Linked DNA regions of Hordeum vulgare: region 2 is linked to region 1. Evidence: chromatin contacts called from public Hi-C data. All regions are on one chromosome and are shown on one strand. The core of a region is the stretch at or near the end of the contact, and the rest is flanking DNA. Distances in the headings are between cores, read along the strand shown.

Region 1 (2,597 bases), core at 51-2,550:
TGAAATGCTGACCATGAACTCTTCGTACATCATTAGACGCAGAGAAAAAATAAGTAGAACTAAGCAGCAGCTGCAAAACAAAAATAATGCAGCGATCGCCATAGTTGTGGATACACATGTACTGCTCTCCAAATGAGAGCTCTGGTTTCACAAGAAAACAGTTTTATTCAGAATGGATACTGCTACAGCGCAACAGCCATATCGGCAACACCCCGCTGATCCTTCGATGTCAACTGTGTTTCCATCACAAACGCAAGCACATGGCCAACACGTAATCAAACGGCCAGCAGCGTTTCACACTTCAAGCCTCCAAGCCGAACATCTGGGCCTTACTGGCCCTGTTTGTTTCAACTCCAGTTGGCTTCGCATCACCTGTGGATTTGCTTCACTGAAGTAGACTTGGACGTGCTTCAGACAATTACACTGAAAATGGCCCGAATCCAGCTTCAGCTTCACTAGAAAAGCTGATTCCAAATAGCTGTTTTTTCAGCTTATGATTTTTCCTACGAGAATCTGATTTCTGAAGTTGAAACAATCAGGGACGCAGAATAGCAGTCTTGCCCTCTCCTATTTTGTCTAACAGTCAACAAGAATGATATGCAAAATTTGGTCAATATTTAGGACCAACTCACAGTCTCGTGAACCAAAACCTCACCCGGGCCGAAACTCTAATGTAGAGTGCCGATCTATTTAACATCGCAACTCTAAGTAACGAATCTGGCAACGTTGTAACCCAAGAGCCCCAGTCCTCAGCGCAGTCGAACGGTACTTCTCTCCCCACCATTACCACCACCACCGAACAAAGAATAGATAGCATAAATATCACCTTGACGGCCGTGTCGATGAGGTGCTTGCGCTGTTCGGCGTTGGAGACGTGGCAGACGGCCCCCACAACAGTGATCCCCTTTGCCCTGAGGCCCTCCACCGCCTCGTCCACGTTTTTCTGCAGCGCTAAGAAATCACTCGATCAGAGAAAGCAAACCACGCGGCCAACGCAATCGAGAGCCCAAGAGGGGCGTGGCTGGACCTGCTTGCGGGAGGAGATGACGACCGCGGCACCCTCCCGGCCGAGGCGCTCGGCGATGGCGAGTCCGATGCCCTGCGTGGAAGCCGTCACGACGGCCACCTTCCCCTCCAGACGCCGGCACTTGACCTCCATCGCCGGCCTCGCCGTGCTCCCTTTTGCTGCTCGCGGCTGTCTTGTCCCGATGGAAGCGTGCGTTTATGTGAGAGACGCGGCGATGGAAGCAAGGCAAGTAGAACGGCGTGGCTAGAATATCCGCTCGGACCGGGCGACCCGATTGCGCTCGTCGCTTTAGAGCATCTACAGCTAGTCAAATCCGGCACTCTATACGTCATAGTATTTCGTTCCGTGCCTCGGTCCCTCGTATTTCGTTCCATGCCTGGTATCTGAAATTTCAAGTTCATACAAAATCATCATTCGATAATAAATGTCACATATAAAATAATATTAATATCTAACATAAAAAGTGTTTACAGTAATTTTATTTGAAGTGTATAATCAATCATCTACTTTTTGATTCTCATTGTGGGTCCATATATGATCTATCAGATCATTGAGTAGTTGCGTGTGCACGTGATGATCTTAGAGATTCTTATGCATCTGTAGAAAACTCATAAGCTAGATTGCATCTTGATCTTCAGAAATTTCAACTTGTTCTCCACGTGTTTCGAAATCGTTGGTTTAGGCTACACCATCATCCTCATCCTCGACGATCATATTATGCAAAATAACATAATATATCATCACTTGCCACAAAGTTTCTTGTTCTCACATCATTGCAGCCTCACGAACAATTCTCCAACACGCTTGCAGCACTCCAAAAACCCTCTCCACATCCTTCCTAGTTGATTCCTGCATTGTTGCGAAGTGCTTTTGTTTTCTGTCATGTGGTTCGGATATGGTATTCACAAATGCAGCCCATTGAGAATATATGCCATCGGCAAGATAGTATCCCGTGTTGTAGTCTCGACCGTTGATGGTATAGTTGCACAGAGGTGATTCCCCGTTGCAAAGCCTCCTAAACACCGAAGATCGTTGAAGCACGTTGATGTTGTTGTGAGAACCTCGCATTCCAAAAAAAGCATGTCAAATCCATAAGTCATGTGATGCCACCGTCTCTAGCATGATGATGGCCTCTTTTCTGTGACCTTGGTACATTCCTCACAAACCTTTGGGGCAGTTTTTCCATTGCCAACTCATGCAATTGATTGATCCGAGCATTCCTGGAAACCATGTGGCCTCTCCAATTGCCAACAACTTCTCTGTGTCATGTGCATTTGGCTCTCTCAGATACTATGCTTCAAACACCTTCACCACAACACAGACAAACTTGACAGTGTTTTCAGGCATGTGCTCTCCCCATCGTGACCATCTCACCAACAACATCAGCCACAGTAAAAAAATGTATCGCCGGGAAAGTTGGTTCCGGATCAAAATAATCCTTTTGCAGTAGCATTGCTCCGGATACCCTGCCCCAGTTGATGACTCTTCTCCCTTTGATTGAGCCCTTGAAATTGAGAATGTGCTCCACTTCCCGGTCAATTTCCTAGTGCATGCTCATGAGCATCATCAT
Region 2 (2,597 bases), core at 60-2,559, 370 kb after region 1:
GACAATAAGTGAAACATGACAAACAATGAGTAGATAACACCTCCGTCAAGGTAACATCACAAGTTCATCACTGCTAAGCCCAACTAATAAAGGACAGAACATGGGCTTTCAACTGAGATTTGAAGCGATGCTCCAATCACGTTCTTTATGATCTTCCGATAGTCACGTCCACTAATACTCCACGACCGAAATGGCCCTAGCGGATGGATCTAAATGAGTAATGTTACATTACACTATTTCAAAAATATATCATAAGTTATTTTCTTTTCATCGATATCATAAATTAAGTTGGGCATGACACAACCAATCGATCTCAAAACTAAGGAAAAATAGTAAGTGGCCAGCGAACAATTTGCGAACCGCTTCGCTCTGGTACCAAAGGCGATAATTCTTGTTGTTCCTTCGATTTAGGGCTTCGTCTTCGTCTAGCAACGTCACTTTGGTGAGATTTGTGTTGTGTTGAATAAGGTGGACTCGATCTCTTCCTTAGCACGACGATGTTCTTTTCAGCGACACCGCTGAGCCGATGATCTCGTTTGCTTGTCATTTGTTTGGACCAGTAAACCCTATGTTTTATGTGTCTCGCGGTTGTTGTCTCTCATGACGGCGTCGACAAGTGGGACAAATTGATGCTGATGCAAGGTTGGTGGTCCGATGGCGTCAAATTTGGCGTTCATCATTGGCAATAGTGGCAAATTGCATCAAATTTGTATTCAAGTCGACGCGAGGAATATCCTCGATCAAAACGCCACATCGTCAAACGTCTGTTCTAGAGGTCTGGTCTTCGGCTCACAACGCCTACAAAGCTATGGTGGTGGTTTGGATTTTGGTTTGATGCTCTTTTATCATTGTGCGACAGTCGATGGTGATTTTAAATTTGATTATTTGCAGGAACTCCAATAAATACTATATTATATGTGGTTAAAAAAACTAAGGAGAAATAATAAGCGAGGAAGAATGGGACAGGACACATGGACGTCCAATCGTCGAGGTACTCCGGTCAGAAGCGGACGCCAAGCGTGCACGTCTCGCATGCTCACATAGATCCAGAGGCCTCTAGAAGCACGCAAGCGTCCAGTCAAACACCATCCCCCTTTCATTTCGCAATGCTCAGTTAAGCCATTTTCTCCCCACTCAAAAGAGAATGTTAAACCATTTTTTCAGGCCCACGTTTTTTCGACGCGTCGGCACCTCGCGGCGCACTCCCAGGCGACCACGCGACCAACGCACCTCGCGCCAGTCCCACCGCACGCACCTCGACACCTCGACACGTCTCTCCTCTCTACAAGTACCCACGGCGCCCAGAATTAAAATATTGCGCATCTCCGAGAAAAGAAAAAAAAGGAAGACCGTCGCAGAGGAAGAGGAGCACGAGAACCGAACAGAGCTTCGCGCCATGGCGGGAGTAGCGTCCCTCAACGCCGTGTCCCTGTCCGTGCCGTCGCCCCAGGTACCGCCGGGGGCGTCCTCTGCCCGCGGCCGCCTTCTCTCCCCGGCGGCCCGGCGCTTCCCGTCGCTGCGGGCCGCGCGGCGCGTCGTCACGGCGCGGGCGGTTCCCGTGGACGCCGACGACGAGTGGGGGAAGGAGCCGGCGGAGGGAGGGACGGCGGTGGCGGAGGCGCCCTCGGAGGCGGCTGAGACCGCAGGCGAGTTGGCGGCGCTCAAGCAGAAGCTCAAGGCGGCGCTGTACGGGACGGAGCGCGGCCTGCGCGCTTCCAGCGAGACGCGCGCGGAGGTCGTCGAGCTCATCACGCAGCTCGAGGCGCGCAACCCCACGCCGGCCCCCACCGAGGCTCTCACCCTTCTCAACGGCAAGTGGATCCTCGCGTAAGCCTTCTGCCACTCCTCACTCCCTTCCTCGCTTCAATTTCTCTCTTCGTTCATTAATCTACAGTACTAGTTATGTGATTGTAATCTGTGTGGTGCGTAGTTCCATTCCTACTGGCTTAGCTAGGGTCGGTGGAACTGGTCCGATGGATTCTAAACCACATGGATCATAGCTGATAAGTTCATATATAGAGAAGGGGGAAATGATTTGGTGTGTTTTAGTTTGTCCATGTCTATCCTAATTTAAAAAAATTGGATAGTTTGCAAGTATATGGTCCACGGTATATTGCAATCGCACTCATTTACAAGTTTCTCTTGATTGCTTGAAAGAAAATAGTTATATGCAATTTTCTGAAGAATTTCGTTAATTTAGGGATGAAATTTTAATGATATGGTTGAGTTGATTACTCCCTCCGTTCCAAAATATAAGACCTTTTAGAGATTTTATTAGAAAGCTGCATACGGAGCAAAATGAGTGAATCTACACTCTAGAATATGTCTATGTACATCCGTATGTAGTTTATAATGCAATCTCTAAAAGGTCTTATATTTAGGAACGGAGGGAGTAGTTGCCATGCTCAGATAACTGATATGGCTGAATCTATTTCCTTCATATTGTGACAAAAAAGAAATACAACGTCCGTTGTTTTAGAAATTTAGAGTTATGCAAGTCAGACATCATAGTAAACATCAGTGATCTATGGCGTGATAGTTTTGGTAAATACTGTTTTTCTAGAGAGGAGGCAAATTGATGTGCAAGAATATTCAAA

What was found. Hi-C and Micro-C count contacts between places; a contact is called where the count stands out from the background.
Region 2: a contact with region 1 is called in a Hi-C map of seedling, with 2.9 times the contacts expected there. The contact joins the promoter of LOC123397551 here to the promoter of LOC123399934 in region 1. A contact is called at or near these places in 2 of 6 Hi-C or Micro-C datasets (leaf and seedling) and 1 of 1 datasets of contacts at active chromatin or transcription factors (embryo).

What each region holds. Positions count from the first base shown.
Region 1 is chr5H:355,615,414-355,618,010 of MorexV3_pseudomolecules_assembly, forward strand. It overlaps LOC123399934 (tropinone reductase-like 3), which reads right to left and starts at 1,301. Exons shown (of 8, transcript XR_006610456.1): 1 at 1,028-1,301; 2 at 827-943.
Region 2 is chr5H:355,990,029-355,992,625 of MorexV3_pseudomolecules_assembly, forward strand. It overlaps LOC123397551 (probable plastid-lipid-associated protein 2, chloroplastic), which reads left to right and starts at 1,310. Exons shown (of 3, transcript XM_045092085.1): 1 at 1,310-1,827. The coding sequence starts at 1,397.